Linked DNA regions of Mus musculus: all the other regions are linked to region 6. The links are chromatin contacts, called in public HiChIP or PLAC-seq and promoter capture Hi-C maps. All regions are on one chromosome and are shown on one strand. The core of a region is the stretch at or near the end of the contact, and the rest is flanking DNA. Distances in the headings are between cores, read along the strand shown. Region 1 holds the start of Exosc3 (exosome component 3). Region 2 holds the start of Dcaf10 (DDB1 and CUL4 associated factor 10). Region 3 holds the start of Trmt10b (tRNA methyltransferase 10B). Region 4 overlaps Shb (src homology 2 domain-containing transforming protein B). Region 5 overlaps Shb (src homology 2 domain-containing transforming protein B). Region 6 holds the start of Aldh1b1 (aldehyde dehydrogenase 1 family, member B1). Region 7 overlaps Shb (src homology 2 domain-containing transforming protein B).

Region 1 (3,653 bases), core at 1,054-3,553, 480 kb before region 6:
TAAAATGTTACAAAACTGAACTTTAAAATGAAGCTAAGGAAACAATAAATTTGTTCTCTTCAACATTAAAAATACCCACTGTTGAGCTGGAGATGGCTCGTGGGCTAAGAGTACTTACTGCTCTTGTAGGGGACCCAGCTTTGGTTTCTAGCACCCGTGTAGCTGCTCACAACCTGTCATAACTCAAGTTTCAGGGGACCTGACCTTCCTGTCTGACCTCCACAAGAAGCTGTCACACAGCGTGCAAAAACATACATGTAGGCACACTTTCCTGTGCATACTTTAAAAATGCCTTGTAAGTCCCCACTGTTGTGGGTGATTACAAAACCTAGCGGGAATCATTACACCTTTTCCGGCTTCCTGGGCATGTGGTCCTGCACAGGGCAATGAGAATGAACCCAGTGTGTGGTGAATATGCAGGACAAGTGACGATGAGACAGTCATCAACTCAGTCAGCCTGGACCTCAAAGGTGATGTCTCCTAGGGCTGAGGACACAGCTCCAAACAGGAACACCATTAATAAAGACCCAAGGGAAGGAAACAAAGCCCAGTTACACTGTGAAGCTTAAATATGGTTCCATGAAGTAACAGAAACCACGAGGAAAGACCCCTGAGTACAATGCTCTCTGTGTGATTTGAACAATCCTTTTTTTAATGAGATTTTTTTTTTTAATGAGTTCATAAGATTGTTGCCCGCTCCTGTCAAAAGTGAGACAAAGGGGTTGGCATACAAAAGATAAGAGAAGGAACAAATAAGATTGAGTGACTAAAGACCCTTGAGAGTTGAAGAAAAAGCAGCAGAGAGGCCAGCACATTTCTGGCTCAGGTGTTCAGGAAGAACATGGCTAAACTACCCAGAAAGCCCAACCTGAAAACCTACAGAAACAAGATTACTCTTCTGTCAGCTCCAGCTCCAAGGATTTAGAGCCATGATGAACAGATAGCCAATAGTGCCCATGGCCCTTAGACTAGGGCCATTTTCCTCATGGGGTGGATTCAGACATGACAGGTAAGGAGGGGGATAGCAGATGTAACTCTTCAACCCGGTAGAAAAGAACCAAGGCTGCAAACATGACATACAGCAATACTTCTGGAGCCGCAGCGCCTGAGAAACTCTTATAAACTGTCTTGGAGAACTGGTTTATGCTTTGAAGACAATTCAAGTAGCCCTCTGGATAGTTAACTTTCTCGGGAGTGGATATTTTTTCTTGTTGAAACCAAAGACTCCCATTATTACCTGCACATTTGGTCTGTTTCTTTTAGTTGCCCCTTCAAATGCCAGGTAAGACAAAGACGCTGGCTCACTCCCTCCAACATCAACTTTGAATATATCTCCAGATTTAGCGATCACTATGCCAATCACGTGGTCCCCTTTCACAGGTACATACTAAAAGCAGAATGAAAGAACAGTCATAAATAATACAAATATCATTACAAAATATCTTCTGAAACTTTCATCTAGGTTGATCAGGGTGGGTCTCAACCTATCCAGCCAACTCATACTCCCCATGTAGCTGCAACTACAAAACCGGCCCGCACCAGTCCAACTTTATGAACGTCTAATTCACACTTGATCAAGTTTCAAGTTTTCTCAGCATCCTTTACAAGTCTGGTGGCACAAGAATCTTTACATTCAAGGAAACCCACTCCATTTGACATTATTCCTAAGTGAAAGCTCTTAATTATTCTATGGGAATTTTAATTCCCTGTGATTTATTTGGACTCATTGCAACTGGGACACCAAATGGCAACCCCGAGGCTTTGGGTTTTTCAAGACAAGATCTCACGGAACCTTTCTCTCCTGTCACCCTTCTCAGGATGTGTTCCTATTGTGGTTCCTCTAAAGAAGATGCAGAGAGGGGGCTAGAAGCCACCGCGGCTCTAGATTCGCCTTAACCTATGATCGCTTGCAGGGGGCCCACTTTCGCGGCAGCGCCGCCTCTCCGACATCCGCTCACCCGCTTCTGCTGCGAGTCCACCCAGTAAACGCCGCCGCCGCCTCCGCTGGGCTCCTTGTGACGCAGGCGGCCACACTTGGTGACCAGCAGACGGTCCCCGCAGCGTCGCAAACCTGGGCCACACACTACGCGCAGCCTCGGGCGCGCACCCGCATTCAGGCGTAACGGCTGCTCCCCGGCGCCGCCAAGGCCGTCTACGTCCTCGTGGTCCGGCAGCACCAGCTCCTCCCCGGGGAGAACCACCTGATTCAGCACCTTGTGCACGGCCCGTGCTCGGCAGCCCGCCACCGACTCCGGTCCCGCGGACAGTACTTCAGCCATGGCAGGCGTCACCATCGCAGCTTCCGGTATCTACTTCCGCTTCCGCTACCCGCCCACCAGGGTCATCTCTTTCCGGTGGTTGTGGGCTTTCTGAGTTGGACTTGAGCTTGGGAGATACTCGCTTCATCCCATGGGTGCTACTCCCTGCCCTGTGTCTGTAGCTTCACGGTACCTAATGTAACAATCTCCCACCTCCTCCCACACACATCACACCTTTTCACCTACTTGAGTTCATCTCTTCAGTGGCTTGGGAACATCGGTAACTCAGGAATTCTCCCAGCTACTTCTTTGGGAGCACACTAACAGCTATGTGAGAAACTGTTAAATCCAAAACCCACAATGTGCAAGAACTTAAGAACTTACAGTTTTCTGACTTTGGGGTTATCTGTGAAACCAGCGTTTCTCTGTCGGCATCTTCAATGAGTAATTGATTCAGTTCTCCAACAGCACTGAAGGCCTTGGCATTGACTGAGATCAGTTGCTTGATGCTTTGCTGCCAACTCGAGTTTATAGATTTTTTTTTTAGGGAAGGGGCATCACAATTCCTGCAAATTTGGTAAAATGCTGGCAAGCCATTTAATCCCTGGATATAAGGGACAACTGAAATACAAGTGCCCCAGCCAAGTTGTTAATTAGTGCTATTGAAAGACTGAGAGTAAGACTCCGAGGTAGGCAGATAAGGAGAGGAGCCACGGCTAGGTAACAGGTGATGAATTGTCAAGTTGGCTAACTTCTTCCTCAACCTCAACCTCCTAACTCAATACAAGCTTAGCAGCCTCAAAAAAAGGCTGTGTAGGCTTTTGTGTAGAGGGTAGGAGGGCATGTGCTTCCAGGTAGTCCTATAGAAACCAGAATTGTTAAACATGCAGATCTTTTTCTTCAATGGAAGAAATTGACAGCTATTCACTTGGAAGGCTGGAATGGAGGTTGTTGAATACCAGGTAATTTTACCATTCTGTGGAGCTAGCTCTCACCTGAATCCCCCTTTTCCTGAGCATTTCCAGTCCATAGACTCCATCCTTATAAGAGAGATCTCATGGATTTGAAAAAGAGTTTGCTATTATGATTATAAAAACCTTTCCTCCCTAGGCTCTTCTCCTGAGCATGTTTTCTCAGTCAACAGAACCCACTCTTGTGGAAGAGGTCATGGTGCTTTTCAAGAAAACATGCACTTTGCAAGGGAGTTTAGATATAACCGTGTCCTAAGCTTTGTGGTAATAGTTGTCACAAGAAAACCTTTTTTTTTTTCTTTTGAAAGTTTTACTGTTTAAATAAGTAATAAATAAATAAATAAAAATAAACTGGAGTCAGACTCCCGAAGTTTGTACCAGCCCGGCTAAGTCATGCTGAACCACGTTTACTTCTTACTTTCTG
Region 2 (3,440 bases), core at 805-3,304, 460 kb before region 6:
CTTTTTTTGTTTGTTAGTTTTGAGACAGGGTTTCTCTGTACAGCCCTGGCTGTCCTGGAACTCACTCTGTAGACCAGGCTGGCTTCAAACTCAGAAATCTGCCTGCCTCTGCCTCCCAAGTGCTGGGATTAAAGGCGTGCGCCACCACCGCCTGCTGTGTACAAACTCTCAAAGGTCCTCTGTCAGTGCTCTTAGCCGCTAAGCCATCTCTCTGGCCCCTAAAGGCAGCATGCCAACAGGAAGAGGCACAGCTGAATTTGAGTGCGATTTTTAGTGCTCTCTCAGGTTTTATTTTTACTGATATTATAGAATCATGGTCTTTTTTTTTTTTAAGTTTGATTTTTATTTATACAAGTACACTGTCGCTGTCTTCAGACACACACCACAAGAGAGCATCAGATCCCATTATAGATGGTTGTGAAGCCACCGTGTGGTTGTTGGGAATTGAACCCTGGTCCTCTGGAAGAGCAGTCAGTGCTCTTAACCTCTGAGCCATCTCTCCAGCCCTAGGGTCATAGTTTTAATGTAATATGCTCTTATTTTAGGTTTCAGTAAAAATATCTGGAATAAATGAATATTCACATATTAAATACAAGCATTTTTAAAACCACATATTACTAACTTACTTATTCTGTGCTATAACCACCATTGCCTTGAGCTTATTCACAATTTAACTTTTTGAGAGTCATTATGACATGAACAGAGAACATGTAAACTTATAAACTCTTGTTTATTCCAATTTTCTTTCCTTAGATTCTCTAAATTGTCAGTGAACATGGTTAGTTTTTTCTTCTTCTTTTCTACGGTACTAGGGGTTGAAGTTAGGGCTTCACACACGTTAGATAAACGTTCCACCGCTGAACCACATCCTCAGCCCAGTGAACAGCTCTTCAATGCCTTTGGGACCTTAGTATGCTTTTCATGGGGAATGCCCTGCACTGTGAAATCTGATTATGTGGAGCCAATTCAGACCGAATGATGATTTCTTGATTTTCTGTCTAAAGTTCAACCATTGAATATCTAAGTCCCTTTCTGCAGACATCTTCCAGGTCTGTCTTCACGGGTTGGCACATCCTCCAGGTTTATATCACAGTCACTAAAACGTAAACTCCCTACAACGCTACAGACCTACAGAATTGGTTGGGGTTTATTTTGTTTTGTTTGTTATCTATCTGCCTTTCCTTTTACCTCGGGCTATCCTTTTTGAGGACTAAACTTCCCTGCACTGGAAACCTCTATTCCCTGTTAATGAGTTCCCTGAAAAGAGGTACTCAGCAGCTGGAGCAGAGAGGAATATCGTCAGGGGCAGCAGGAGCGGAGACAGGGGAATATCATCAGGGGCAGCAGGGGCGGAGACAGGGGAATATCGTCAAGGCCCGGGCAGTGCTTGGCAGATGTAGTATGAGTATGACGGACAGTGGGCTCTGGCTTTGTGGATTTGAATTGATTGATCTCTAGCTCCCCTCATTTACTCCTAGCTGCACGTATGTTCTTTTTGCGGGGAAGAGAAGAAGGCTCTAACCCTGATAAAGATTTCCCTTACTGTGCAGCAACCAAGATTTGGGCAGATATGTATGACATCAATAGATTCCTTTAGTCTAGGCCCTGTACAGTCCAATGCTTTTTAAATTCGACTGCTCTTGAATCTTTATAGAGTTCTAGGCTGAGTAAGTAGGCAGTGTGCCAAGAGCTTTACTGTGTGACCTACATATAATACAGTAATCACCGTCCCCTCCCCCAGCCCCTCTTGCTGCTCCATTTCAGTGTAAGGACAACAGTAGATAATCCGACCCAGTCTGGTAGGACTGGTCCGGCACACAGCCAGCCAGTGCTCCCTGACAGCTGAGGGCCGACTCTCTGCTGGTTGTAGTCGGGTTCTGTGTGCCCTACATTGCACACACAGGGCTCGTGGATCCTGACTTCACAGTCCTCCTAGGTTGTGGCGCACCCGGCGGTGGTGTCCCTGCTTTTACGTCCCCGGCAGAGGGCAGCCTAGCGGCGGCGCGGGTTTCCCAGCCGGCGGCTTTAGGGCGCGACACCCGGAAGTGGCGGCTGGAGCGGGAGCGCTGAGTTGTCGGGCGGCGGGACAGCGGCCCGGAATAGGGGGCGGGGGCGTTGGTCATGTTTCCCTTCGGGCCCCACAGCCCGGGCGGGGACGAGACGGCTGGAGCCGAGGAGCCGCCGCCTCTCGGAGGGCCGGCGGCAGCTTCCAGACCGCCCTCTCCAGCTCCGCGACCGGCGTCTCCGCAGCGAGGAGCTGACGCGGCCTCTCCCCCGCCGGTCGCCGGGAGCCCTCGCCTCCCGGGCGGCCCCGCGGTGTCCCCAGCCGAGCGCGCCGGAGAGTTCGCGGCTCCCGGAGCTCTGGAGTTGTCCGCCGCCACCGCGTCGGCGTCGCAGGCAAAGCTGTCACCCTCCTCCTCGCCGCGCAGACGCTCGAGGCCGGACTGGAGGGCGGGCGGGCGGAGCCGGCAGGGCCTCGGCGCAGGCCTGGGCGGCCCCGGGGCCAGACTGTTCGGGTGGCTGAGAGAGCGAAGCCTCGGTCGCGGGCTGTTCGTGGACCCGGCTCGGGACAATTTCCGCACGATGACTAACCTGTATGGGTCCATCCATCCCGCAGACTCGGTGTACCTCAGCACCCGCACCCACGGTGCTGTCTTCAACCTCGAGTACTCTCCGGACGGGTAAGCTCCTACACCCCAGCGGGCTCCCTCCGCTCAGGCTGGCCGCAGCCGCTGGCCTTCGTGCCCCCCGGTACTTTGTCACCTATGAGCCCTGGCCTGGCCTGTTGGGATAGGCAGGCCCAGTGCTTCCCTTCGGGGTCCTGGAGGCTCGGGGAAAGAGAACTACTTTTAAGCCGTCGCTTCAGGTCAGTCGGAGCCAGTACACAACTAGGGCGTTCTGGTACACCAAAACAAATAGGCTTTAAAGAAATGCTCGTCGTTTTCCTGTGATCCTCAGTTGGCTTTGTTCTGATCTGAATTTATGTGAAAGGTAGAAAACTTGCAGACTCTTTGGACCGTGTGCCAGATCCTGCCACGAAGGAGACAAATGAAGGCTTTAGAAAGACACTAAGACTGCAGAAATCCGCTTCTCAGGGTTTGGGCCATTTTGTGGGATAGACTGCATGCTTAGACTGCTAAGATGATTGCTCTTGGTTTACTTCAAGCCATAGGGAATTTTCAGACTACCCCAGGGAAATTTAGTAGTACTCTGTCTTGTGAGTGCACAAGTTTAACAACAAGTTTAAAATACTGCTTGTGGCTCCACGGTAAGATGACATAATAACATTCTTATCACAATATATCAAGACTACATATATATTAAAACATTATAAAACAACCGGTAAACTATATTAAAAGGAGAAGAAAATAGGCTTGAAGGGGGGGAAGCGACTAAGTTAAATCATAATGATGAGGACTCAGCTCTATTTGGAATCTTTC
Region 3 (3,585 bases), core at 325-2,824, 500 kb before region 6:
GTCTGGAGCCTTTCGATTTTATCACACAACTCCTTCCTTTCATTCATCATTTTTTCCACAGATACTAAGAGCAGCCAGCCAGTAAAATCATTTTCCGATTTTTTCCCCATCTTGTAGAAAGCTTTGTGCACTGAATCACCTAATTCATTAAGAAAATCAAGGTCATTAGCTTCTTTAAGTTCAGAATATAGTTTCAACCATGGGTCTTCAAAATTCTCTGAGCTCCCAGGAGGGAGAGAATCTGGAGAGGTTTCAATAGTTGAAAGTGCTGGTGGATCAACAAGCCAATTCCAGTATTTTAAAAGATTCATCCTTGTACTTCTGTTACTCTAGAACCACTCCTGGTACCAACTTCTGTATTAGTCAGGGTTCTCTAGAGTCACAGAAGTTATGGATAGTATCTAGATAGTAAAGGAATTTATTGATGACTTACAGTCGGCAGCCCAATTCCCAACAATTGTTCAGTCGCAGCTGTGAATGGAAGTCCAAGGATCTAGCAGTTACTCAGTCTCACGCAGCAAGCAGGCGAAGGAGCAAGAGCAAGAGCTAGACTCCCTTCTTCCAATGTCCTTATATTGTCTCCAGCAGAAGGTGTAGCCCAGATTAAAGGTGTGTCCCACCACACCTTTAATCCCAGATGAAAGGCGTAGCCCAGATTAAAGGTGTGTTCCTTAAACTCGGAGATTCAATCTTCTGGAATCCATAGCCACTATGGCTCAAGATCTTCAAACCAAGACCCAGATAAGGATCTCCAAGCCTCCAGATAAGGGTCACTGGTGAGCCTTCCAATTCCGGATTGTAGTTCATTCCAAATATTGTCAAGTTGACAACCAGGAATAGCCACTACAGTTGCTCTTGCAGAGAACCTAGGTTTGGTTCCCAGCCCCCACATGACTGCTCATAACTCTCTGTAACTTCAGTTCCGATGGGGGCGGCAGGTTGGAGAGGTGCGGGGGAGTGGGATTCCAATACCCTCTTCTGGTTTTCCCAAGTACCAAGCATGCATGAAATGCACATGTGTATGCAGGCAAAACACCCATACATATGAACAAAAATAAATCTTAAAAAAAGAAAAGTAAAGACAAGACTTGGACTAGTCGCTTCACGCATCTGAGCCTATTTCTGAGTTGATATGTGAAGGGAGATGTTCAAGGTATGTAACTAGCCACTAGACTCTTTGCCTGCTAAGTCTTGTCTGCGCTTTGAACTTGGACAGCCTGGCGGCAGAAGGACCACTGTGTGCTCAGGAAAGGGCTGTGCTAGCTCATAGTCCCTGCTGGTTGAAGGGAAACCCAGGGAATCTTAAGGGCCCCATACTGACCAAAAAGACAAAGTAGGTGGTTTAGAGCTTGGTTTAAAGTCGCCAGAAAGCCACTAGTCACCTGTTTGAGCTATGTAAGGTTTACGAGGACTTGGAATTGCCATCGTCAACTAACAGACAGATAACCCAGAGTATAGAAGCCCAGCCAATCTACTGGTATCATCTAGTGCGTTGTTAGACTGAAAACTACAACTCCCAGAATGCCACTCAAAGCTGATCAGGAACCGGAAGTGGCTTTGGGGCGGGACCAACTGTGTTCTCTTCTGAGCAAGGTGTGTTAGGTAAGCCAAGATCTGGTTCTGAGGGTTGGCTAGAGACTGCGGGGTCCCACCGAGACGCCTAGGCACCCCACAGCCCTGGGGAGTCTGGGTCTTGCCTTTCCTCGGTCGCAGCACGCGAGTCAGTGTGACCCGCGTTCCCTGCAGCCTGGGATCTAAGCAGGTGTTCTGGTGCTGAAGGTGGTTGGGCTCAGAATGAGAAAATGAGAGACCTATGCAAACAGGATGATTGGACACTTAGCGACGGCGTTTGTGCTCATCAGGTGGGACTTGGGCTAGAAAAGGTCTAAGGCGGAGACGGCGGTGTTAACTCCAAGTATTTATTGAGAGTCTGAGTAAACGGAACATTTAATTTTATTGGAACGGTGTGAAAAAATCAGACAAAAAATAAGTAGGTGGTGTTGGATAGTGAAAATATGCCTGATCTGAGGACGTGTGAGACTAAGGGAAGAGCATGTGGGCAGAGATTAACAGTTTATGTAGACATTGGGATATTTAGTATGTTTGGGAAATAGGTAGGTCACAGTTTATGCAGACATCGGGATATTTAGTATGTTTGGGGAATAGGTATACCACAGAGCGTAAAAGAAAATGATGGAGGAGGGGCTACCAGGAAAGATGGCTCTTGCTGAGGATGGGAGTTTAGTTCTCAGCACCCATGTCTGGGCGACTCATGACTGCCTGTAACTTAAGCTCCAGACACCTGTACTGAACTGATGCACACATAGCCACATACATAATTTTTAAAAATAAAATGGCTCTGGTGTGGTGGTGCAAGCCTTTAATTCGGGAGGCAGAGGCGGGCAGATCTCCGTGAGTTCTAGGCCACCCTGGTCTCCAGAGGGAGTTCCAGGATAACCAGGGTACAGAGAAACCTTGTCTCAAAAAACAAACAAACGAATGAATGAATGAATGGATGGATGAATGGTTGGATGGATGAATGTGGGAGGCAGAGACAGGGCAGATTTGTGAGTTGGAGGCCTGCCTGGTCTCCAACCAGTATATAGCAAGTTCAAGGCCAGCTAGGGCTACATAGTGAAACCCTGTCTATAAATAAACAAACAAACAAATAAATATAAATAAATAAATAGAATCCTCTAGAAAAAAGAAAGTTGACAGAAGGGAGAGAGCCCTTAGTGATCTGTGCAGATAGTGTGTAGATTTTGGATTACGGTGAGTGAAATAGAAAATGCTGCTGACTCTGGCCAGAAGAGTGGTGTAATTCTCAAACATTTAGATGCTCTTATATATCTGCTGCTACATACTTGTGAATATATATATTTCACAGATTTATTTTGAGACAGGGTCCCAGGTAGTTTAGACTAACCTCAAAGTCTTTATGTAGCCAAGGATGAACTTGAACTTGAGCCGTGAACTTCTGACCCTCCTGTTTCTTTTTTCGTTGTGCTAGTAGTACCTAAGCTGTCACAGCTGGTTTATGTTATGGGTTTGAGACAAGGGCTTTATGCATGGTAGGCACACGCTCTCCTGAGTTACTTCCCTGGTCCTAGGATGCTCTTTACTGTGTGAGGTTCACTATAAGTTCTTGAAGGATTTGTTTGTAGAGTAGGGAAATGGGAGGACCTGTTTGAGTTACACTCAAAGCAGTTGAAAGTTGGAACCTCATAAAGATGGAATGGATGTCACCACCAAATCCCCAGGATATACCATCACTGTGTCGGTTCATTAGTAACCATTGAGTGACTAAGGCTCAGAAAGAGTGCTTGTTCATTTGAGATGGGGTATAATCACTGTGTCTGCTAGACTGGCCTAGAACTCATAAGCCCCCTGCCTCAGCCTCTCAACTGCTGGGGTTAAAGTTATACCACTATCCCTGCCTTTAGAATAGATATTTTAATTAAGAGGTAAAATACCAAATCTGAGCATAGATAATGTCTTGTGTAGATTCATCGGATCTGTATTTTTTTAAAGATTTATTTTAAATTATGTGTATGTGTGCATATACATGTGTGTGTTCACACATGC
Region 4 (3,445 bases), core at 245-2,744, 330 kb before region 6:
CTAAAAATAAGGCAACACCAACACCATTGCCAGACAGAAAACATACGCTCAGCTTGAGGAGGGGGCGGATTGGGATAGAACACAGAATAGGAAGTTCCCACCTAAAAATAACTGGGTGGCTGGATGTGGACTCAACTTTGAGAAACAAGGCATTTGAGCTGTGAGCCTGAGGTGGAAGTCATGCTAGCAAAAGGGAGCACAGTACTCAGCTTCCTGATGACAGAGGACTGGGGTCAACTCTCAGTTCAGACCCCTAAACTTACAGGAACCTCACAGCATGAAGGCCTGTCTGAGGCTGAGAACTAGTGGGTGGAGGATGGGCTGAAGGACGAAGCTGGAGGGCAGGAGCCTGGCCAGCTCTACAGCAGACTGCACACAGCCCCGTCCCCTCTGGCAACTTCCTTATCTTCAGAGTGACCAAACTTAGGCCTGCTAGCCTTGTGGCTCACTCGGACACTGAATGATCCTCTTATAAACTGTTCTCTTTATGTCTGTGTTTACATGTGACTGCAGCAACACGACAACACAAGCAAGCAGAAGGCACACTGGGCACGTGGAGTGACCTCTTGGCCAGTTCACTTCTAGCTGGTGACCTTGGCAAGCCCTCTAACCTTTCTGGGCTTCCTGTAGCTTACAAGTGGATGACATCAGCAGGCCTCAGTGAGTAAGAAATAAGGTGCAAGAGGCACGGAGGCATTAGTCTCTTCTGCCCCTGCGTCCTGATTGGGTATGCACTGCTGTGGGGATCTAACCCAAGGAAGGCCTGTGTTTGCTAAGCAAGCACTCTGCTCCACCTCACCCAGCCTCCAACCTTGCATGACAGAGCAGATTCAAGTACAAATCAAACAACTACGTTTTTTCAGTGATGGACTATGGAGGCATACATATCCGTGGGTACGCTCTGGATCTGGATTCAACCCCTGGCTCTGCAATCTACCAGCTCCTGACTCGAGGGGCCTGCCCCAGCGGAGTCCTGTAGGCTCAGTTGTGGAGTGGGGAGAAAATTAATATCGACTTCATGGGGCTGTTATAAAATAAAACCAGACAAAGGATATAAAAGAGGCTTGTAAACCGTAAAGCCCCGTGCAGATGTTCCACATTAGGGAGGGATGGACACACACGGGCAGAGTCCCACAGCCTTGTTCCTAACTGACAGCTGGTACACATGACTCACACAGTCCTTTGGCTTGGTCCACATGAGAATGCATGCTATTTTATATTGGACAGAGCTTTTTTGATAAAGTCAACTTCAACCCCACAACTCGCTTTATTCCATATCTGCCTCCCCCCAAAAGGCAATTCTGTTTTGGGAAGACACAATCTGGTTCCCCAGGTTCAAAAGTTTGACAGTTCTGCCCCAAAGCAGCCCCAAAGCGAGCCCAGGAGAAAGGAGCACCTCGGCATTGCCTCTCAAACCCGCTGTCTAGAGCCAAGCCTCCCTCCCTCAGTGCTTCGTTAAGTACATCATCTGCTGGCGCTTGGCATGGTTCCCTGAGCTGGGAACTACAACCACTGATGTGCTATGACAGCTGAGTGCTGCTGCCAGACCAGCTTCCTCACCCGGCCCTGGGGGAGGATGGGGCTGGCCGGAGCCCGAGGGAAGGGCGGCAGCTGTCACGGTACAGCTGCCACCTCAGGCTCACTTCAGATTTCACTCACGTCCCCCTGACAAGGAGGCACCATGACCACAGGCCACATGACCAAAGACTCTGGCTTATCTTCCTCCTGATGCAGAGACAAAGAGGTGAGGGAAACCGCCCCCACCCCTACCCCCACCTCTGTCACCAACAACTTTTAAATTCCTGGGTGCAGAGTGCCTTTTCTCATGGATGTCTACTGCCACCAGACCGAACAGCTCAACCATCTGCCCCCTGCCCCTGACTAAGCAGCACCTCTGCTTTTCCAGAGCTCACCTCCAGCCCTGTCAGAGCTGGCTAGGCACCTGCTAGACATCCTGTGCCAAGCTTTGAGGACTGACAGAGCCTCCGAGATCTTTCTGGGGAGTCTCCTACTACCCTTCCTCCACTGGGGTAGGCTCTTGCCTAGTCTGCTTTTATCACAGACAATGTCAAATACATTAATAAAAGAAAGCATCACATGAGCAGCCGGGACGCCAAGAAAAAGGGGGGAAGGCATTTAGAAACTTCACAAACCCCTGCGAGGGGCTCACATTACAGGCTGACTGAACTGGCCAGTGCTGTGCCAATCCTACACACCCCACAGGGGTCACTGCCACCAGGGGTCCTTGAGTGTGCTCCACTCTACCTTCCAGAAGAACAGAGTGGGACAGATCATTCCAAGACCCAAATCTTCATCTCAGACAGATGCCTTTCAACATTCAGTTGGTTCCCATCCAACAGTTCCACCTAATAGGTCAAACCACTCTGGTTCCAGGGGGCTTTAATTTGCAACCAATTCCTCTTCCAGGTTCAGCAGGAAGTGCCTGCTGTTTAAAACACCCTACCCTCCTGCTGCTTGGAGACCCTAGACAAGTCAGACAACCTCAAATGGTAGCTTTGAAAAGTGTCCAAGCTGCCATGTTGTGTGCCCTACGCTAGTTAGGGGACACAGGTGGGAGCAAGGCGGGCAGCCACCTGCTGCAGCTGAGGTCTACCTGTCCACGGGGCTTGAGTGAACTTTTGAGCTCCCAGGGGACTGAGCTTCCCTTGACACCCCAAGTGAAACCTTCTGCATTTTGTAGGCTCAGCTGGGCTCCTGCTGAAGCCTGTTCATGGGGGAAACTCAGTTCCTGTGGATACTGGTCTTGAAGCTTGCCCGATTCATACATAGAGGGTCCCACTTTCCAAGCCTCAAAGCACGCAGAATCCATGATCAGACTACATGGGCCTATGTAACTGGAGGGCAGTACTTACATAAAGTGGCAGCTGGCTGAAAATAAACGTTAAGTCAGTAACCCTTGTATGTGGATCTAAAGCCCTTATCTCCAGGCCACGGGCTGGCTTCCCCAGCCCTTGAACACTGGACAGGCTCAGAGTGACAACCTCAGGGTGGTCACTGATGGACTGGCTCTAAGTCACGGTCAGCATCTGCTCCCACCCACCACCATGACCTTGCCTCTCAGCTCTTCTTTTCAACACGGCAAGCTTCCAAGTCTAGCTTGGACTTCACCTCCTGCAGGCGTCATCCCTGACCCTCTTGGGGAGCTACTGACCCTGTGGTTCCAGAACTAGCACTGAGCACTGCTCCATTCTGGTATCACTTGCTCATCCAAGTTTCTAGGATGTTTGAGGTGCTGGCTTTAAAAACTGCCACATGACTAGCTGTGGATGCAACTTCCAGGCCTGGCCTAGTGTTCTGGGCAGAGGAGGCTCCATGACGATCAAGCTATGTGGCCCGGCGCCCACCTGCTATCAGCAGGATTCCACTGAGCTTAATCACACAATCCAGGAAAAAGACTGGCTGGATGAGTTTGGGGGTGGAGTGC
Region 5 (3,916 bases), core at 196-2,695, 290 kb before region 6:
AAAGACACAAGCCTAGATGAGGTAAGACCACTTATGGCCCCGCCTGAGCCAGCAGCTGGAATGTGTCTAATCTAGGCGAGTCTCAGCTGCCTCATGGTAAAACAGGTGACGCCCACTGAGGACACCGGGAGGAAGAATTGAGACCATGTGTGTAATCTCACAGGGATCAGCTGGGACCAATAAAGCCAGGTTCCTCGCCTGTGCGTCCAGGCACAGGATGGGATGCAGAGGGGATGTGGGACCAAACTACAGGCCATGCTAATGGAGGTCAAGAGCCACTGGTAGACTGGACACCAAACACCAATGTCGGGCTGTACTGGAGTGGTCCAAGGCTGCCCTGGAGGAGATGGCTCAGGCTGCTCCCTCTGGCAGGCAGCACTGTCTTCTGGATGGAAGTAGACCACTCTGTGGTGCCTGAGAGGTTACTATAGGTTCTAGGACCCTGCATACCAGGGCTTGTAGGGCTTATTTTTAGCTCACTGATTAGGTAAGCCAGTGAGCTCTAGGCATCCTCTGACCTCCCCCTCCTAGCACTGGGATCTCAAATGTGCATGCCACCATGTCTGGCTTTTCTTTCTAGGGTTTTAGACAGATACAGTGGCAAGAGCTGAAGTGAGGGCCCACAGTCAAACTGTGGAGAGGAAACAGGCAGGTAGAAAATACTGTCCTGGGGTTCTCAGCAAGAAGGTAGGTAGCTTCAGGAGCGTGGTGCCCAGGAGAGGGCATCTGTTTTTGCCTGAGGTCGCTTTTCTTTAAATGAAAAGGTACAGTCCCCAACCAGCCAGCCTTTGTTTGCTCTTTGCAGAAACTGAAACAAGTCCTCTGGCCTGCGACTCACACAGCCCCCTTTCCTTGCAGAGAATCTTTCTTTGACGTCTTGCCAGTCGCTTCGCTCTAGGTACTATGCCCAGAACCAGCACACCCTGAGTCCAGCAGCTAGGAACTATCTGTACAGGAGGGGCTGTAAACCTGTTACGGCACAGGCACTGCACAGGTCTCGAGTCAACAGCAAGGCTCCCAGGCACTGTCCACAGATGTGAGAGGGTGAGGGGAGCCAGTGTTATCCAGGGGCAGCTGAAGGACTGGCCTGCCTCAGTCTAGAATCCATTCATGAGTCTTGAAAGCCAGATTAAAAGAACTCCCTGATAGTCCAAGGCCAGGGAAGCCCCCAGAAAGCCATATGACTGCTGCAGTGTTGGGCTTTATGGGAGGGACGTGATCTGTGTTGTCCTCGATAAAACTTCATGGCATGGGCAGGACCAAACTCACAGAGCACAAGCAGAAGCAGAGAGACCTGCAGTGGGAGGGAGCCTTGAAATGACCAAAGTCATTCAAAGTCAGCTTCTATGCACTCCTTCTAATTAGGCCTTGAGCTCTGGTACACACCACCTCAGTCTCTGCCTTTTCTTCTTCCGTTTCCTCCTGAGTTTCTGAATATTAATCTCACAGTGATGTCACGAGCAGAGCTGCAGTCTGTTCTAATTATAAAGCACACCAGGCGCAGCAAGGCTGAGGAGAGGCGAGAGGCAGTGCAGACAGCACCAGGCTCTCAGACACTGGAGCATCGGGGGAAAGAGCTCAGGCCCTGGGGAAGAACCAGACATGGCTCTGTCCCTGAGCAAGATTTCTGCGCAAGTTCCTTAAACCTTTGTACTTGGGTCTCATGAGCAAAACACAATTACCTGCCTACAACGGTTATCGCGAGAATGAAGAGACCCTCTTAGCACAGTGCCAGGCAGGCTTAGGATGGTTTAGAAAATCCAGTCGTGGGGCTGGAGATGTGGTTCAGTGGTAGAGTGTACACCTAAGATGTTTATGCCTAGCTCTAGGTTCTGCATAAACCGGGCCTAGAGATGTAACTGTGATCCAGTGGTGGAGGCAGAGGATCAGGTGTTCAAGGTCACTCTTAGCTACACATGGAGCTGCAGGCAGGCCTGTGTTACATGAGACCTTATATTAAAAGGGGAGGGAGTAGAATCCAGATATCAGTCACTGTCTTCAGTTGTCCTTTAATTACAAACCTTACCTCCAAAGTGTGTGCACACCCTCTTAATTACGGAGAGCAGTGCTGTATGAGTAACATACTGGGGGGGGGGGGCACAGCCTTGCTCGGAGCTTCCCTGACTTTGGGGTGCCTTGAACCATGACTTCTGGAGGGAGGAGATCCCCCTCTCTCTGCCTTCTGAGGTAGCTGAGGTGATGTGGAACTGTCGGCTCAGGACAAGTGTAAAGCGCCCACCTGGGGCCAGCGGGCCCTGCCTCCACAGGAGAGCCATCTCCATTCTGCCCACATGTCAGCTTCCCTCAGAGTTCACTCTTGGAAGGCCAAGCCAGAAAGACAGCAGGGCAGCAGCAGGAACAACAGGGGCCCAATTCCAGCCTGGCCAAGCACACTAGTTCTGCTGGGCCTACCTCAGTAGCTGAATTCCTGTTAGCTCTTGCCAAATGCCCCCAACCCTGGGTTTTCCTTGAGTCCCTGCAGGGATGACCACTCACGCCCATTTCTTACCTCAAGGCTGACAGCTTGAGAAGGCACTCATATGCTCCCCTCAGCCAGGCCCCAGGCTCAACCTGTTTTTGCCAACTTCCATGACTGTGGCAGGTTGCGCCCTGTGCCAGACATAATTTTATTCTCCCCTCAGTCGCTTTCCAGGAACTAAAACTATCCCACTTCTTCCAAGGGGTGCCCACCCCACCCCAATTCCCATGGAGTGTTAGATTTCCATCTAACACTCCATTTTCCTTGGCCCCACGGCTCCGCCTGCCTCCATCTTCTCTCTGCCTGGTCCACACGGTCTGTTCCTGTCCTCTACATCAGCACCAAAGCAGGTGAGCTGCTTGCTTCCTCCCTCAATGACTTCCCCTCAGACTTAGATCCCGGGACTGAAAACAGAAAACCAGTATCTTTAGTTGGGAAAAGCCTGAGGTCACCGAGCTGGGGAACAGGTTTCTGGAGGAAAAGAAACCAAGGGTCAGCGGTACCTGTCCCCCCACATGCCACAGGAACTACCAACTGTGTAGGTCAGTCCTGGGAAGAGCCAGCCCCGCCTTCAACCCTTCAGGGAAACTCAGAGTCAGGGCCACATCCCCAGGGCCGGAGCCAGCAAGCTGACTGGTACTCAGCAGAGGCGGGGCCTCCCACTCTAACCTGCCACTGCACATAAATTACAGGGAGGAGGCTGGTGGCCAACTGGCTTCAAGACTGGCCCAGCCTCTCTCCAGCACAAGGAAGCACTTTATGTAGTCCAACGCCTCATTATCTGGCATCTCAGTCACACCGGAAAGGGCAAATAATGGGCTAAGAGCAACACATGTTGCATTATGAAGTCCCTCCCTGCACAAACCTGTCCTTGAGTCCCCACTGCCTGCATGGCAAAGGCTCAATTAACTCCTTACTGTGACATTTGCAGCCCTTCAATCTAACCACAACAAAGCTTCCCCCACCTCCAAAGGGGGGGATCTCTATTTAGCTTAGTCCATTCACAAAATATTTGGGTTTTTGTTTGTTTTTTGTTTTTTTGTTTTGTTTTTTTTTTTTCGAGACAGGATTTCTCTGTGTAGCCCTGGCTATCCTGGAACTCACTCTGTAGACCAGGCTGGCCTCGAACTCAGAAATCCACCTGCCTCTGCCTCCCAAGTGCTGGGATTAAAGGCGTGCGCCACCACTGCCCCACTTCAAAATATTTGTTAAATACCTCTGTTGTGTTGGGCACTATGCTAGAACAACTGAAGGGCCTGTCTGTCCCACCCACTTGGAACTCTGAGCAGACCACAGCCAAATCCCTTGAAAATGTTTTTCCCCCCCATACGGGGCTACTCAGGGATTGGCAGCTGTAATCTTCTCTCTCTCTCCCACTCACCACTGAAGAAGAGAGCTGCTTTCCCTCGATGTCTACCCGACACACTCACCCAAAAG
Region 6 (3,402 bases), core at 223-2,722:
TTAAACTCCTCCTCTGCTGCATCGTTAAGGGTTCAGCTCTAACTGAGTGGAGCTCCCTGGGCGGGGAGTGGGGGGGGCATTTCTGGGTTTTGTCTCCTCACCGGGGATTGTATTCAAACTTCACAAGTACTGGGCGAGCTACATGCCCAGTTCCTACTATGCTCTGCCAGGATGTTTTTCTTGGGGTGCCCCATAACCTCCCACACACTGGTCTGGCTTTGCCCTCTGGCACTCCACAGACCCTGCCTGATCTGGACTTTCAGAGACTTGGTGTACATATTTTGTTCCTTGAGTTCTAAAGGGAGAATACTCCAGATTTTTCAGTCACCTGGATCTTGTGCCAGCCTTTCTTAGTGACTCCCTAGTTCTGTGACTTCCATGGAAAGGTCTAGAAGAGACGCTCAGAGTGTAGGTGGAGGGTAGGTAGAATTTATCACCCAGCAGTAGGGGATTGCACAATAGCCAAAGGGACCACGTGAGAGCAGACAGAGGTCAGAGACCACTGCCACTGTGCTGACCATTTGTGAGTGGGCTTTTTCTAGAGCAGGTAGCTGTTTCTAAGGAATGTTTTCTGTCTGGGTGATGGACAGGTCTATTTGGATTCACTCTTAAAGTAAGGAAGAATGGTATGTCTTGTTTTTTTTTACCAGAAAGCTTGAAGGGAGGCAATAATCTTGCTGAGGGTTGTTTAGATAGTTATCTATTAATGACACCTCCACCCAAGACAGTACAGCATGTTATATCTCTACCCAGGATAAGAGCTATGACAAGATCACACTCCTTTGACCAGTAATAAAGTCCTGCGATTTCAGATTCAATCCTATAAGCCATTGGTTATGAGAGTGGTGTCCTTCAAATCCACTAATCTGTAACTAGCTACTTAACACCGCCAGGATTCTTCACACAATATGGCAGCCAGCCTAATCCCCGTGTAACTCACTTCCACTGTCTTTCTGACTGCATTTTAGGCTGTTTTTTTAAAATGCATGTTATTTTAAAAATCTTCAGTTCCTACAACCCCAACCCCAGGGTCTTGGCCCAACTGTCCACCCTCAGCTCAAAAGCAGAGACCAATGGTCAATGTAGACTTTATAAACAACATAGCCCATTTTGTTTGGAATGTATCCGATCTGCTCACGATTTTGGAACAAGAATTTTCAGTACTGTCTTAGTAAAACAGGCTCAGGAATGCTGATCCGCGGCACTCTATCAACAAGGTCTGTCAATGGTTGATATTTAAGGAGGGGTCCCAGGATAGAGCCGGGCATGTGATCCTAGGAAAACCCCACCTCTCTCTGGGTCCCTCTTTTGATTGTCAAAGGAGTGTCCTTAGGCTCTCAGACTTGAGATGCCTGCTCCAAAGAAGCCAAATCAGAATCCTCTGGAAGGTGCCTGATGCTGGACCTAAGATTAGGCTAGGGGAAATCAGGGTGTTGAGCCGAGATCCCTCAGTGGTGGGCGGTGCCGGGAGCAGGCGGAGCTTAGCTGGTGACGGAACCACATTGGCTGGCTAGCGGCTGAGCGAGGCGGGTCCGCACGGCTGCTGAACTGACCGGAGAACGCTGATACTAGAATTTGAGCCTGAGCGCGATTCGGAGCCTGAGCCCCAGACCACCGCAGGTAGCTACCGCCGCCCTCCCTCCGCACTGGGGCACGCTACGGTCCCCGAATGGCAGGTCTCTTCCGGGTGCACTGCTGGGTTCTTTCCACGCCGCTTCCTATCGGGGAGACACTGGATGGGCTGGGAGAACACAGAACCACCCAAACCTTCTCATCTTGGTTCCCATCTGGGGCTAGAGCCACTGGCCATAGTGGACAGGCTAGGTCTAAGTGTGTGTTCCGGGGTTCTGACTTCAGGCCTTTCACTCGGTGGACATGAGTATCTGATATTGGGAGGAACCACAAAGCTAGGCCTTTGGGAATCCAAATCCAAAGATGAGAGAGTAGTGTCCCTGAACATCTGTGGTTCCCTCTAGAGTAGCCATCAAAATCTGTTCTACTCAACCTGACGGGGACAGGGAGGGAGGCTGCTGAATTTACAGTGAGAAGATGAACCGCAAACTGTAAAGCTGGATAACCTGTGACCAGAGCTTTGTCTTTTCTTTTCTTTTCTTTTCTTTTCTTTCTTTTCTTTTCCTCTCTCTCTCTCCCTCTCTCCCTTCCTTCTTTTCTTCCTTTCTTCCTTCCTTTCTTTCTTTCAAGATTTATTCATTTCATTTATGTGAGTTCACTGTAGCTGACTTCAGACACACCAGAAGAGGGCGTCAGATCTCATTACAGGTGGTTTTGAGCCACCATGTGGTTGCTGGGAATTGAACTTCGAACCTCTGGAAGAGCAGTCAGTGCTCTTAACTGCTTAGCCAGCTCTCCAGCCGGACCAGAGACTTTTCTATGTGCAAAATGAAAGCAACCACTTGGACCCTGTGAAGATTCTGAGCAGCAGAGCCTTGGTGTGACCTAAGAGCAATTTCACACACACACACACACACACACACACACACACACACACACACAGAGAGAGAGAGAGAGAGAGAGAGAGAGAGAGAGAGAGAGATCCTGGTCTTTTGGTTACAAGGACAAAGCAGATGTCCTTGATGGGCCTGCTGGCTCAGGTTCCCCTGGGAGGGCTTTTTTCTGGTCAGCATTGATTTCTGTATGGCTAAGGACCTGGTGGGATCCTTGCTTTCGTGGATTAGGTTTTTTTTTTCTTTCTCTGCACTTGGGACAGAGGGTTGAAAGGGCCTGGGATGGGAGTGGGGGTGGGGGTGGGGGTGGAGGTCAAGGATCTGGGCTGGTGCAATTACATTTTACTGCTGGGTGGAGCAAGCCTCCGAGTGAGACAGAAAAGACACAAGGTTTCTATTCCTAGCCAGAGATTAACTGTGTAACTAATCTAGGAAGTAGAAACACAGTCTAACAGTCGTTTATGCAATTTTAGATACATTTACATTTCATCATGTTATCATGCTGTTTTAGTAAAGAAAGTCACTGCTGTTTTAGGTGACAATAAGCAGACCTACCTCAGCTGGTGTTTGACTTGTACCCCAGAAAACTAAGCCCCGTCCCACTGTTCTGGGGTTGGGGGGCTCTGCCAGGTTGGTTTCTGAGACCTTGAGTGTTCTGATGTCTGCCAGAGTGGAGTGTCTCTGGTTTTAGACATGGAAGACCCCATTCAACACCACCCCAGGGAACTCTACATTTGAGGGAACTGGGGTCCCAAGTCTCTAGGGTCCTTGCTCAGATCTCAGGGCAGTTCCTCAGTGGCCCTTGTGGGAATCTTAGTGTGTTTTCCTAGTGTGTCACTCAGTCAGCAATAGGTCTACCCTAGGACCGGACATGGTCATAGAGGTGACTCTGACGAAAGAGCAGAATTAATAATTATTTGCGTTGTTTGCGTTGTTG
Region 7 (3,547 bases), core at 755-3,254, 350 kb before region 6:
ACTTCCCACAGGTGGGTGGACACTACAGAAGATCTGGGGAGCACATTTTCCTCTCATCTGTGAGATTAGTGCTGCTATATCCATGTTTTTACAAACCAGGTCTGTATGGCTGTAGAACTTGGCTCAGCTAATGTTGCAGGCTGCCATGAGTAGCCTTGAGCCTCCTCAAACCTAGGTTTCCCAGGCGGAGTGGGCACTGCCCTGGCAATCCTGCTTCTTCTTTCTGGCCAGCCTGCAGCCTCTGCTTATTTGTTGTCCGGCACAGGATCGAGCAGCCACTAGCAGAGGCAATGAGGTGAGGAGGAGGCAGTGTGCAGGGACAGGGGACTCTAAGCTGCCACAGATCCCTTCAGCCCCTCAGTGATAAACCAGGAGTTAGGACCAGCCTTCTCAGGAAACAGTATGGGATGCACAGGAGGGGCTGCGACAGTTATGGGTCTGTCTGTGGCTTGTTCACTGATGTCCTACTACTCTGAGAGAGACAGAAGGTGAGCCAACCTGTGCAGGCACCTTTCATGCAGGGCTCTGAATACAATGCCGGATGCCAACCTGTGCAGGCACCTTTCATGCAGGGCTCTGCATACAATGCCAGATGCCACCGAGAGCCAGGTGGGTGTCAGCATGTTGAGGAGGGGAGACTGTACACTGGTTTTGGAGGTGGGGTGGACTACCTACCCCAAGGTAGTTAGCACGTGTGCGTGACTAAAACTTCCCTTCTGCGGTGGCACACCCTCAGCTGCAGTGTTCCAAACCTGCATATACACTAAGCCACTGACTCTGAGAACCCACACCCCACAGATGCCAAGACGGAGCCCCACAGAGCAAAGGACCCTCTACTCTCCAGTGCGCCCCTCAGCCCTTCTTTTGCAAGACTCTTAGGAAATAGCCTCACACAGGTTTGCAATTGCAGGATCAAGAAGAGGCCTCTGGGGTACTTCTGCTGCCTCACAGGATGTGTGAAGACAAGAAGAGTGGGGGCTGGTGACTCTGAAAGGCTCAGAGGCAGGCCTTGAGCCTCAATGGTTCCAGAACACCAATTACATGGCTCTGCCTAGCCTGGGACGGTGAATACAGGATGGCAGTGCTCACCTCTGTCCTTTCATCTGTGACTGTGTCCCCAGAGAAAACACGGACAGCAGAGCTGAGTGCTGACCGCAGAAGACCTATGGAGCACCGAGGGTTCCACACCTGAGAGTGGCCATCTTTTCCACCACAGCTTATTCCCTAGCTGAGAACTATGGCGCTAGAACCAGGGTCTCCTCAGGCGTAGTCAAGGTCGGCACACATCTCCTTACAGGGCAACAGATATCAGAGCCCACAGCAGTAACAACAGCCACCACCTACCATTTAGTGCCTAGTGCCACCCTCAACCTGCAGGTGAGAAGACACAGACAATATGTCACTGTCAGCAAACGGCAGCTTTGAATCCAGACCCATGGCCCCAGCACCTGATTCCTTCCAGGGGCTCACCTGTCACCTGTTACTGGGAATCGCTCAAGGCTGAGGCCCTCTGTGATCTGTAACCTTTTCACCTGCAGACACCCACGAGCCTCCCAGAGCCTGGAGAAAGTGATTACTCCTCCATCTGCTGGTCCTAAGAGCAGGCTCTGCACTGGAGGAAGCGCCCGCCCACTGTGTGTGTCCATGCACTGCCCACTGCAGACAATGAGGAAGGGAGAGACAAGCCAGTGCTGGCCACAAACACAGCTCTCACAAGGCTCAGGGCAGTGGCTTCCTCCACAGACAGGAAGGACACACTTTCAGTTTCTTAGAGGGAATTCAGACATAGGCAGGAAGGGAGGAGGTCTGGCCACTGGCCACACGAAAGTAACCTCCCACTGAGGACTCCTTTGGCCTCATGTGGCCAGGAGACAGATGTCCAACACACAAGAGGACAGATGTGAGCACCAAGTACCTGCTGCCACACGGCCACTGGCAGAGCCTAGCCTGGAAGAGAGCGTGGGTGGGACTTGTGTGGCCAGGCCTGACTCAGTAACTACAAACTTCCCAGCACTCACTGGGCACCAGGCTTGAAGCTGGGTAAGGCCCCATCTGTGCACAGGGCAGGCGGAGCTTTGACCTCATGCGGCTTACAGTCTCCATCCCCATGGAGATCTCTGACCTGCCGAGCCGAAGGGCAAAGCCACTCACTGAATTCCACACAGGAAAAGAAGACGTTTGCAGAGACCCTTCTAACAGCACGTAATGGAGCTGGTGCTTTCGGTTTCTTAAGACTAATAAATGAACTCATTAATATGTCAGACAGAAAAACCAACCAGAGAAACCTGTCCCTCAATAATATCTAGCCAAAGGAGAGAGAGGTCCCTACAGCTCTAACCCTGCCCCCACACTTCCTTTGGTAGACCTGCATGTTAAACATTAATTACGGCTGTTACTCATTACACAGCAAAGAGCTTCCCCTACAAACACAATTGTTAATTTCCTCACAGGCCCAAGGCATTCTGGGAGGCCATGAAGGAGACAGGAGGCATTCTGGAACTCTAGAGAGCCTGTTGTGAGGCAGCACAGGGCTGGAGTGTGGAGAGCGCTGTGGCCAGGTTTGAGACTCCCTGTGGGACCCTCTGCAGACTCTGGGTCCCCAAGGAGGCACAAGGAGCAGGAAGTGTGAGCCATGCCCAGAGCACACAGCACCAGGGTACTAACTTCAAGGTATCTGCAGCTGTGGGGGCAATGACCAGACCAATGCTAAGGCCAAAGAGCAAATGGAGCAATTGCTTCCACCTCAGGGATCTCCCAAGCTACCCTGTACCAGGTTCAAATGAGGCCAATGCAACGGTGGTGGGTGGTGAAGATACTGTTCATTCAGATGGGCCCAAGTTCACTGCTATGGGACTGCAGGTGAGCTGCTGACTGTCTGAGTTTCAGTACGTTCATTTATGTTACCACAGTGAAACAACACCCACACGGCAGGGCTTGACAGGGTTAATTCAAACCAGGTTCGTAACCACTGCTCAATAAAAGCTGGCTTCCTGTCCATTCCTTCTTCCCCTCTTACCATACTGGGGTTCTTTTAAATAACTCAGCCAACTGAGCTGCCTCGGATGACTCTCACCTGTTAGGAAGCAGCCACACACACACAAGACATCACTTTCCCTTTGTCCTTTCAAAGGCCCTTGATAATGTAGAGGAGTCAAAACTCCAGAGGGGCTACCCACGGGGCACAGCACCAGCACCCCATGAGATTACCATGACAACGGTGCACCTGGCTGTTCTGGAACAGACTACCCACAGAATATGACAGGAGGCTCAGCCCAATCCAGGAGGCCGAGAGGGGACCGTTGTGTTAGGGGAGGTTTTCTGGAAGGGCTAACACTGGTGTCACCCGAGATGAGCTGTGACACCCTCCCTGGCTCCCTCATCCCCTCACCTGATGCACAGGATGTCATGAGTGAGTAACTGGAGGTTCTCCACGTGGAGTCCTCTAGAGAGCTGTGACTTCTCACACCTTGACACACACACAGTCAGGACTCAGGTGGCTGCCTGGTATGGTAACACCTTCTTCGGTGGCTTATTTGCAGCTCAAGTT

The links. Promoter capture Hi-C pulls out the DNA fragments that hold promoters and counts their contacts. HiChIP or PLAC-seq counts read pairs in DNA pulled down with a chosen protein or histone mark.
Region 1: a contact with region 6 is called in a promoter capture Hi-C map of pre-B cells, with 6 times the contacts expected there. The contact joins the promoter of Exosc3 here to the promoter of Aldh1b1 in region 6. A contact is called at or near these places in 21 of 39 promoter capture datasets (the 3T3-L1 cell line, 3T3-L1-derived adipocytes, the C10 cell line and 13 more), 1 of 15 datasets of contacts at CTCF or cohesin (the NIH/3T3 cell line), 8 of 115 datasets of contacts at active chromatin or transcription factors (the SCID.adh cell line, bone marrow-derived macrophages, embryonic basal ganglia and 5 more) and 2 of 9 other capture datasets (embryonic stem cells and liver).
Region 2: a contact with region 6 is called in an H3K4me3 HiChIP or PLAC-seq map of embryonic basal ganglia, with 5 times the contacts expected there. The contact joins the promoter of Dcaf10 here to the promoter of Aldh1b1 in region 6. A contact is called at or near these places in 4 of 39 promoter capture datasets (the C10 cell line, cranial neural crest and frontonasal cranial neural crest), 1 of 15 datasets of contacts at CTCF or cohesin (large pre-B cells), 10 of 115 datasets of contacts at active chromatin or transcription factors (the SCID.adh cell line, bone marrow-derived macrophages, craniofacial prominence and 5 more) and 3 of 9 other capture datasets (embryonic stem cells, macrophages and pancreatic islet).
Region 3: an H3K4me3 HiChIP or PLAC-seq map of the SCID.adh cell line shows a contact between it and region 6, with 11 read pairs. The contact joins the promoter of Trmt10b here to the promoter of Aldh1b1 in region 6. A contact is called at or near these places in 8 of 39 promoter capture datasets (the C10 cell line, embryonic stem cells, frontonasal cranial neural crest and 5 more), 2 of 15 datasets of contacts at CTCF or cohesin (the NIH/3T3 cell line and large pre-B cells), 7 of 115 datasets of contacts at active chromatin or transcription factors (the SCID.adh cell line, acute myeloid leukemia, embryonic basal ganglia and 3 more) and 2 of 9 other capture datasets (embryonic stem cells and liver).
Region 4: an H3K4me3 HiChIP or PLAC-seq map of embryonic basal ganglia shows a contact between it and region 6, with 4 times the contacts expected there. The contact joins the enhancer-like site here to the promoter of Aldh1b1 in region 6. A contact is called at or near these places in 4 of 39 promoter capture datasets (cranial neural crest, embryonic stem cells, hippocampal neurons and 1 more), 2 of 484 Hi-C or Micro-C datasets (cerebral cortex and liver), 10 of 115 datasets of contacts at active chromatin or transcription factors (the SCID.adh cell line, bone marrow-derived macrophages, embryonic basal ganglia and 6 more) and 4 of 9 other capture datasets (embryonic stem cells, embryonic tail, embryonic trunk and 1 more).
Region 5: a contact with region 6 is called in an H3K4me3 HiChIP or PLAC-seq map of forebrain, with 5 times the contacts expected there. The contact joins the enhancer-like site here to the promoter of Aldh1b1 in region 6. A contact is called at or near these places in 10 of 39 promoter capture datasets (the C10 cell line, cranial neural crest, embryonic stem cells and 5 more), 9 of 115 datasets of contacts at active chromatin or transcription factors (the SCID.adh cell line, embryonic basal ganglia, embryonic forebrain and 6 more) and 1 of 9 other capture datasets (embryonic tail).
Region 7: an H3K4me3 HiChIP or PLAC-seq map of bone marrow-derived macrophages shows a contact between it and region 6, with 4 times the contacts expected there. The contact joins the enhancer-like site here to the promoter of Aldh1b1 in region 6. A contact is called at or near these places in 8 of 39 promoter capture datasets (the C10 cell line, the HPC-7 cell line, cranial neural crest and 5 more), 2 of 484 Hi-C or Micro-C datasets (the AML12 cell line and liver), 6 of 115 datasets of contacts at active chromatin or transcription factors (bone marrow-derived macrophages, embryonic basal ganglia, embryonic forebrain and 3 more) and 3 of 9 other capture datasets (embryonic stem cells, embryonic tail and embryonic trunk).

What each region holds. Positions count from the first base shown.
Region 1 is chr4:45,318,313-45,321,965 of GRCm38.p6, forward strand. Exosc3 (exosome component 3) reads right to left here and starts at 2,304. Exons shown (of 4, transcript NM_025513.4): 1 at 1,959-2,304; 2 at 1,238-1,387. The coding sequence starts at 2,279.
Region 2 is chr4:45,340,047-45,343,486 of GRCm38.p6, forward strand. It overlaps Dcaf10 (DDB1 and CUL4 associated factor 10), which reads left to right and starts at 2,055. Exons shown (of 7, transcript NM_153167.2): 1 at 2,055-2,681. The coding sequence starts at 2,122.
Region 3 is chr4:45,295,594-45,299,178 of GRCm38.p6, forward strand. Trmt10b (tRNA methyltransferase 10B) reads left to right here and starts at 1,575. Exons shown (of 9, transcript NM_027266.4): 1 at 1,575-1,602.
Region 4 is chr4:45,471,752-45,475,196 of GRCm38.p6, forward strand. The region is part of intron 2 of Shb (src homology 2 domain-containing transforming protein B); the gene reads right to left. Among named protein-coding and RNA genes, the nearest start is that of Shb, 57 kb to the right of the region's middle. Within about 2 kb of position 1,495, at least 187 of the 459 cell types and tissues checked have an H3K27ac peak or open chromatin away from gene starts, as enhancers often do. A contact at or near this core is called in the SCID.adh cell line, bone marrow-derived macrophages, cerebral cortex and 3 more, where this site is marked.
Region 5 is chr4:45,507,201-45,511,116 of GRCm38.p6, forward strand. The region is part of intron 1 of Shb (src homology 2 domain-containing transforming protein B); the gene reads right to left. Among named protein-coding and RNA genes, the nearest start is that of Shb, 22 kb to the right of the region's middle. RefSeq lists an enhancer at 1-2,217. Within about 2 kb of position 1,446, at least 70 of the 459 cell types and tissues checked have an H3K27ac peak or open chromatin away from gene starts, as enhancers often do. A contact at or near this core is called in embryonic limb bud, embryonic stem cells, forebrain and 1 more, where this site is marked.
Region 6 is chr4:45,797,550-45,800,951 of GRCm38.p6, forward strand. Aldh1b1 (aldehyde dehydrogenase 1 family, member B1) reads left to right here and starts at 1,473. Exons shown (of 2, transcript NM_028270.4): 1 at 1,473-1,620.
Region 7 is chr4:45,450,992-45,454,538 of GRCm38.p6, forward strand. All of the region lies in intron 3 of Shb (src homology 2 domain-containing transforming protein B), which reads right to left. Among named protein-coding and RNA genes, the nearest start is that of Gm46852, 43 kb to the left of the region's middle. Within about 2 kb of position 2,005, at least 140 of the 459 cell types and tissues checked have an H3K27ac peak or open chromatin away from gene starts, as enhancers often do. A contact at or near this core is called in the AML12 cell line, the HPC-7 cell line, bone marrow-derived macrophages and 1 more, where this site is marked.